Regions from separate parts of the Mus musculus genome. Here region 2 is linked to region 1. Evidence: chromatin contacts called from public HiChIP or PLAC-seq data. All regions are on one chromosome and are shown on one strand. Each heading gives the region's core, a stretch centred on a gene start, on an enhancer-like site or on the middle of the called end of the contact. The rest is flanking DNA. Distances are from core to core; before and after follow the strand shown.

Region 1 (4,109 bases), core at 167-2,666:
GAGCTTGCTCCGCAGACCAGGCTAGCCTGGCCTCACAGAGATCTGCCTGCCTTTGCCTCCCAAGTGAAGATATTGAAGCTGTGCACTACCATGCCAGGCACAGAGCTGAATATACACAGAATGCTCCAGGAACCACATTGTCACTCAACCACGTCACCCTAGTCTCCTGGGAAACCTAACAGAGTGTAAAGTGTGTTAGAACCTATGTAGAAGTATGTGCCAGGTTCTTCTGCAAGGTGAATTAACATGGTGTTTCCTTAGAGCCGGTATCAGTCTAAAACTTGTAACATGCATCTCAGGTATGCAAACTGCCTCAGAATGGAAAAAGAGACTTTATGATGCGTAACAAGAATTTAAATTTCTTTATCGAGTGTAGTTACTCTCAGAGGAGAGTGAGTGGCCAGGAGGTTCCCTGAGCAGTGTTTTCAAGGCTGATTTAAATTGTGTGAAGGTGGGTGTGGGGTCCTAACACAGATGATCAGCCCCAGGAATACAGCTGATAGAATCATTGTTGTCTTCTGGAGGGGCCCCCGATTGCTTTTTTAAGTGTCAGTTTGAGTGTTTGGGGGACCAAGTCCCCCCCCCCCCCCCCCCCCGATTCAGCTTGTTGTTTGTAGTGTGTTTTAGGTTAAGGGAGCAGTATTAAGAATGGAAGTTTTAGCTGAGTGATTTTTATTATGAGAAAGCCTCTTGCACATTCTTTTCATACACATGGAACTGGGGGGGGGGAGTAGTCTCTTGTGTTTGGAAACATTTATTTTTGTCTCCAAAACACGGAGCTGTCCTCTGTAAGCAACATTGGGAGAGATACAGTTTAATGGCAAACTAATGTAATTTTAAAATGCAGTGACAGTTTTTCCTAAAGCCAATGTGTTAAAAAAAAAAAAAAGAAAAAGAAAGAAAGAAAGAAAGAAAAAGTTCCCAAGCTTTTGGAATGGAAACAAAGGACAGAAGACAAATGTAAGCCAGGCAGAACCGTTTCCAGTGCTCTAAAGTCACGTGACAGAAGCCGCCGATCCCGTTCCTTCACTTCTATCCACTTGTGACACAGGGACCCTATTTCGTAAGGCAAGGTGGCTGGAAGCCGTGAGTCTTATAAGTTGTTTTGTATGGTCAGGGCAGGACGGCAAAGAGCTAAATCAGTGAGTCAGAACCCAGTGGGTTGATTTCTTTCTCCTTCTCTGGCTACAAGGAGAGACGCGTGAAAGAAGATACTCCTCCCCCGTACTCTCCAAAGGAGAGTTAAAACTTTGAGCATTAATTCTAGAGGGAGCTGGTGACATCTTTGAGAGAAAGGCATACACGGAGTGAGCAGTCAGGGGTGATAAATGGGTAGTCAGCTGTTCACAGGCAGCCCCGTGGGCCCTGGGTTGCCATGGGAGCATGAATGGCATTCAGCATTCCTGATTGACTAACCTAGTTTAGTGACAAGGCTTGTGAGCTCTGAGCTCTGGCCTGGCAGAAGGCTCTTCAGGTGGACCTTACCACAGCACGCTGCACCATGTCTCCAGCCCAGCTTGGGCCTTTGTGTGGCTTGAGGCCTTCCTCATCTCTCCCCCCCTCCCCCCAGCCTCTTTGACTCCTTCCCTCATTAGTGGTAAGGAAGAAGAAGAGAGGACCCCCGCCCCCATGCCTACAGAGTTGGGTTTTCTCAGTACTTTAACTCCTCGGTGACACATTCCATCCCCCAAGGAGAAGCCTTTGAGTAAATGCACCCTGACAGGCCCAGCATGGGGCTGACTTAATCACCGTACTCTGAAGAGGTGAGGAATTGGAGCTGAATTTTTCAGCATTTTCACCACCTCTCTGAAAGTCAGCACACCCTGTGTGTTTTAGGTTTCCAGAGGTTCGTTCGGATTTTTTTTTTTTTTTAAATTTTTACCCGTTTTGTGTGGGGAGTTCTGTCAGTGAGAGTGTCGGCTGGCTTGTGTTTATTCTGCAATGCAGTGTTCTGTGCGTTGGAGCATAAGTGCTCTCTCTCTCAAGGGTCCTGGCAGCGCCTGACTTACACTTGTCTTCTGCCCTTGTTTCTGTCCCTAGCACCCAATAGCTTGGAAACTTTTCACATATTGGTTTTATGAAAAATGTCGACACGTTAAACTGTATCTGTCCAGATGTTGATTAAATAAACTCAGGGCAGCTCAAGGTTCTGAAGACTCAATTTTGTCTTTATTTGTTTCCCTCCACCCCCACCCTGCCCCAAAACATTCTATGTCCCCCTTTCTCAACCATGAGTCTGTGATCATCAATACCAAGGCAAAAGTAGCCTCCTTGCCCTTTACAGTCAGCAGGAGCAAGGGTCATGAACTTTGCCTGTATTCTGGAGGCAGGGGGGACTTGTAGATATCCTTGTAGATATCCTTGTGTTCTGTTGACTCTCCAGGATGCAGAGCATCCTGATGCCAGACTGTGGTTGCTGAGTGTTATCCCTGTCTGTGGATGTCTTTAGTGTATGAGACATGACTTGTGAGTGCAGAGGTTACTGTGGGATCAGTGACCCCCAAGTGTGTAAAATCTAACAAGGATCTAAAGAAGGATTGTATGCAGCTCAGTGTTTAGAAAACGGAAGAGCAAGCGCCTGTTGAGGCCCCTCTCAAGGAGCTTCCTGTAAGGGCTTTGTGGAATCAGCCGAACCAGTCATGCGTTCTGTGGTTCCGAGATTGTTCTGCTGGTAGGGATAATACCTGGGTTGCCGTGCACCTCCTCGAAACGAAGGAATTAAGAGTGATTAACAGCTAGCACACCTTAGTCATCACTGCCCTGTGTAACTCAGCCCAGCGACTGGGAGCGTAAGGCTGCATCACTAACCAAGCTTGGATTTCCAGGGCTTTGTGAGACAGTCAGTCAGTCATTGAGCCTCTTTTTTTTTTTTTTTTTTTTTTTTCCCAAATTGGAAAATGGGTCTTTAAAGAAATTCTACTTTGTCAGGTCTGATTGAAAACGAGAGAGAGAAAGAGAGAGAGAGAGAGAGAGAGAGAGAGAGAGAGAGAGAGAGATTGAGACCGTGCGAAAGAACCAGTGAGGCACTCAGGACAGTGCTGACTGAGGAACATGGTGGCCGGGACAGCTGGTCCTCTGTAAGGTCATTACCCTGTTTCCATGGGGCCCTCCTGGGCTCTGTAATCTGCCTTGACAAGGCCTTTGCCCTACTCTTAAACACCCAGGAGGGTGTGTTAATTCAGAGTGCCGTTGCCCCCCAGCAAGGCGTTTTGGATATCAGTGTGGTGTTACCCTGAGTGTTCAAGAGTGTGAAAATCTGTTGCTTCTCCCAGGGGAGGTAGTTGCCTTTAATTAAAGCTGTAGTTAACTTGTAATTATTTAGCAGTAATTACAGAGTGAGAATCAATAAGACCTTTGCTGGCTTCAGGCTTGGGGGGGGGATCCCCTCATTTCGAAGTTCATCCAGGCTCTTGACATGGCTTAGCAGGTAAGGTGATTCAAACCAGAGTTTGATTCCCAGAGACCAGATCACACATGATGCCCCCATATCATAGTGTGCGCTCGTGGAACGGTCAGGCTCTGCAAAGCTCTGCCCCGCATGTGTGCTGTAACTGTGTGCCCCCCCCACAATGTGCACATCTGAGTGCCTGTCTTTTCCTATCTTGCCCAGTGCTTGGATTAAAGCAGCCCGCTCCATCTACCCTGCAGATGGTGCCACTGCTTTGCTTTGACATTTACCTTGCTCTAGATTTCAAAAGGACTAAGAAACAATTTCTGGGTTGTGGTGGTGGTGGGGATGTATTGCCTAGGGCCTTCTCAGCAAGAACACTTCAGCTACTACAGATTTGTAGTGAGTGAACTTGGAGCCTGCCCGGTGGGTGTAGTTGACAAATGCCTGTAAGTACACAGAACCAAAAGGCACCTGGGAATTGGTTGCTTAGCCCTCTGCTGTGGTAAAAGAGACCACAGACAATAGATGAGTCTCCCAGTCTAGACCAGGACTCACCAGACAGCAACAGCCACAGGTGTCTCTTCCAGCGACAGTCAGTTACAGTTACTGGAAGTTTGTAAGACTGTCCCAGTATTACATGTATTTGCCAATAAAAGTTCAGTATGAATTTCTTATTACTTTTAATGTATTTTAGGACCAGGTTTCTCAGTGTAGCTGC
Region 2 (4,140 bases), core at 1,608-4,107, 630 kb after region 1:
GCTGCTAAGACGTTATTTGAGAAAATGATACATTAACATTCTAATAGCATTTTCTATCTAATAAGTTTGGATAGCTTTGCGTGGCATTCTAGCACCTGTAAATTATCAATTTGCATATGAAAAACTCCAGGAATTCTTACAATAAGGGCACATGCCCAATCCAGATCTTAACAATATTGTTTGGCTGCTAAGTTGTGGAATTTTCTGAGTTTCCTAACATCTACTGTCTTAAATTGTTCAACAGAATATGTCTTGAGACATAGAAATTGTTTCCAGACCCAGAGCAGGCTAAGCAGATAATAAGCCAGCATTACTTCTACAGAAGTTTTGCATCCGACATGCATTGAGGAAAAATGTGTGTATGCCATCTTTCTCAGTGGAATTGTGGTTCTCATAGGATTTTGATGCTCAGGGTAACAGATGGAGAAAAGATTCCAGTATATGACTATCAATTGTCACGGCAACAAACCATGGCAACTCAGGATTTAAAGAGCCCGGAGTTCCAGTTACCTCAGTGAGGTAACACTAATCACTGTTTGTTTATTCAACTACAGAATGTACTGAGACCAGTCCCCAGGCATTCTAGGAGGGAGATGACTCTAGTTTGGTCAAGTTGACATAAAACACACGCAGCCTACCTGGAAGCCTATGTTCCAACTTATACTGCGTATTCACTTATATCCCAAGGTCACATATTTGGTCTTTGCCATACCCAGGATGATGCTAGCATATTTTTCATGTTGAGGCCTCTCTGACTGAGGATTATTACTCCAAACACCTAAGGGCCTTCATTGTAAGCTTGCCAGGAGCTCTGCATAGTAAAGAAGTGTTTAGATGAGAGGGCATCACAGCTAACAAGATGACCTAGGCCGCAGGAAAGGCCTTTTGTTGTTTGTCTTGGTCTCTTCTCTGTTTAAATCTGCCAGCGTTGAAGGTTTCCAACAAATGGTAGGAGTAGTTTTCCTACATGTGACATACTCAGCCTCCTAACTCCAGAGGGTCTCACAATACCGTCTCTTTCTTTACAGCAGGCCGCACATGGTTCAGAAAGGCAAATCTCACTTTAGAAAGACTGTCACTGAATATCTAAGATAACTAGATTCCTTAAAGTGCCTCCCTGAGTGTCAGTTCCCTGGTACTCAATTGGTTCACACTGTGGCCTGTAGTTACTTTACTAGGTCAAACAGGAAAGTTCTCACTAGGTCCAACTCACTTAACATACTAGCACAGCTCCCTGGTGGTACCAAGATGACCAAGTTCCCTCCAAATTACATCATAATAAGATGACCTGAATGCATGTAATTAACAATGTAATCTATTGTCCCTGATACTTGAAAGCAAACTTCTTCCTATGCAGTTAGCTGAGACCCCCCCCTGTCTGGATCCATAGCCACATCCCACACAAGGGATGGGTTTTATTGCTACTGGTCAAAATACAAAAGCCAGAACTATAACTTAACCAAAGCTGGCATCTTATTATACCTCTGACAATCCACAGATATTTTTAAAAATGCCCAAAAATTGATATCTTGAGCAGGCAATATTTCTCATTGGATAGGGATGCTTGTCATCGGGTCTAATAACCTGAATCAGTACTCCAGAATCCACGTGGTGGAAGGAGAGAATCGCCTGCCACAGTTGTCCTCTTATGAACACTAATGTGGCGTCACACACACACTAATAAAATATTTACAAAATATTTATATTTTAATGAATTTTTCTGCAGTGCTAAATGAATTCATGGGCAAAAGGTTTGTTTCTTCAATCAGAAATAGTGTGGCTTCCTTTTCTGGGTGCTGTGCATGCCAGTTAGGGAGGTGTTAGCAGCTTATAGGTTTCAGAACTAAGATAGGAATAAAGTTAAAGAGTCCTCTCAATGGTTGATGGCAGATTTGAAGTTTTGAGGTCAAAAGCAGGTCTGGTCTTACTCTAGGAGAGCATGGGATTCCTTGAGCTTAAAGGTGATTAGGTGCTAATTTCTAGGGAAGCAGAGCTCTGTGCTTTGCTTAGATGTTGCCAGAATTCTCGTTGGAGTGTGAAACAGATCAGAACTAAAGCCAGTGAGAACCCACAAAGGGCTCAGCTCAGAGGAGCCAGCGGCATTACCTCCCCTGAACTGGGGTGGGGGTTGGCGCTTTCATGGTAAACAGGATCCAGCAAAAGCAGTGGCTGGATTATCAAGATCACAGAAAAGAAAGCAGAGCCCATAAAAACATACTGAGTTTTAGTATTCTGGCATGCAGGCAGCCTTTAGGGAAGACAAACTGTATTTATTCAGTAAGATTGCAAACAGTTCTTTTTTTCTGGTGCATTTGTTAAAAGACAATCTTTTAATATCCACAGAAAATTGGTTCTATTTACATATTCTAAATCCTCATATAAAATAGATAAGATGGCATAGTATTTGCATCTATGCATATTCCCGCATGCACTTTTAACTCTAAACTGCTTGTAATATAATATAAAGTCTAGGCCAGTACATGTCATACAGGGAAGGGGAGAAAAGGGGACGGGGAAGGGTGGGGCAGAGGGAAAGGAAGGAGGAGGAGTGGGAGGGGAGGAAACAGGAACAAAAAAGCCTGTTCTTGTTCCACAGATGTGTATTTCCAGTCTGGTGGTGATTGAAGGCAGAGTGGATGTCGAGTACAGATTGCTTATAACGCACTTGAGTCCCAGGTAAGATCATGAACGTACTGGCAAAGCAGCAATCTCAGCAGTCCCCAGCCATGAGAGCAAAATCCTTGGAGGGCAATGCAGAGGCCTCCAGAGAAGAGTACAGAGCAAAGGCTGGCCTCTAGTCTCTCCTGAGAACTCTGCCAGCTCTGCCTTAGGTTTCTCCCTTTGGAGTCTCTCCACAGCAATCTTGCCAGTTTGTCAGTGAGTCACCCTTTAAGAACTCAAGAGCTGCCACCTTAGGGGCACTCTCTGAGGGAGAAATTGCTGTAAGGTTCTTCCCATTCTTCTAATAGAAGACTGGTAGACTTTTATTTTAACAACAATGAAAACTAATTTTTTTCATGTTTTCACAAGGAACACTTAAAAAAAAAAAGACCACTGTGGCAGTAAAAATAGTTCTTCTCCCTCCATTACTTCTTAATTAAATGCAGACTTCTCAACACAGCTAGAAAAGTAGAGTAATTGCCCAAGGGCTGTGGTTTTCCACATTATTCTTGCCCCAGCACAAAGAATGCATTCTGTGTCTGCCTCTACCCAGTTGTGTAATAACTGAAAAACCACCAGGAGATTTTTTTTTCTCTTCAAGCAGAAATTGGAAGCCCAGTTTTATTGGATTTTACATCTTTTTGACAGATTCAATAGTCCTTCTCTAGTTGGCAGAACAAATGGCGCCTTATTTAGATCAATGGAAGGTAGGGTTGAACCCTGCCTGCTTGCCACCCTCTCTTCTCAGAGACTGAAATAATAAAAACTTCTAAAGAGATATTTAAACAAGTGTATAACACTGCAGGGTTGTCCAGAAGTTCTATACAACGTATTGTATCGTGTGGGGAATCTCAGCATGAGAACGCAGAGCTCTGGGTTTGAGTCAGCACAAGAGGAAAGACAGGAGAGAACAGGGGAGATGAAGGAAGGAAAAGGTGGGGATGAGGGAGAGTTAAAAGAATGAGAAAGGGAAAGAGAAAGAAGTTTTTATTTGTTACATCACCCTGAGAGATGCTAACAGAAACCCAAAAATATTCATGACCGCAAAGCATTCAAGATCTATGGTGGTTATAACAATGAAGTCTAGGTACCAACACAGCGCACTTACCATGGTGCTCAGAGTGGGACCAAAGAGAATGGAAAAGACTGGAAATGACCAAAGAACAGTCTCTATAAACAGAGTTTGTATAATTTACTTCTGTTTATGTTCAGTTTCCACCTGTGGGCTGATGATGATGTAACGGGCTGTGGTGAAGGCGTTTCCACCAAGCAGGAGCTCGAAAATCCCACCGTGGGGCTCAGTTCCTTTGAGTTCTATGGTTTTCAGAAATTAAAATAATAAAAATTCAACAGTTTTGAAATGTTATATTTTGGTGACTTCTGTAGATTTCAAATGGTCTAGAAACTGGAAACAACATTCACCGCTCTATTTCCAAAAAGGAAGCTATATTCCCAAAACAGCCATGACACCTCTGAGAA

The links. HiChIP or PLAC-seq counts read pairs in DNA pulled down with a chosen protein or histone mark.
Region 2: a contact with region 1 is called in a CTCF HiChIP or PLAC-seq map of the NIH/3T3 cell line, with 5 read pairs. The contact joins two enhancer-like sites. A contact is called at or near these places in 1 of 15 datasets of contacts at CTCF or cohesin (the NIH/3T3 cell line) and 1 of 115 datasets of contacts at active chromatin or transcription factors (bone marrow-derived macrophages).

What each region holds. Positions count from the first base shown.
Region 1 is chr5:103,777,360-103,781,468 of GRCm38.p6, forward strand. All of the region lies in intron 1 of Aff1 (AF4/FMR2 family, member 1), which reads left to right. Among named protein-coding and RNA genes, the nearest start is that of Aff1, 25 kb to the left of the region's middle. Within about 2 kb of position 1,417, at least 210 of the 459 cell types and tissues checked have an H3K27ac peak or open chromatin away from gene starts, as enhancers often do. A contact at or near this core is called in the NIH/3T3 cell line and bone marrow-derived macrophages, where this site is marked.
Region 2 is chr5:104,404,859-104,408,998 of GRCm38.p6, forward strand. No RefSeq gene overlaps it. Among named protein-coding and RNA genes, the nearest start is that of Spp1, 28 kb to the right of the region's middle. Within about 2 kb of position 2,858, at least 130 of the 459 cell types and tissues checked have an H3K27ac peak or open chromatin away from gene starts, as enhancers often do. A contact at or near this core is called in the NIH/3T3 cell line and bone marrow-derived macrophages, where this site is marked.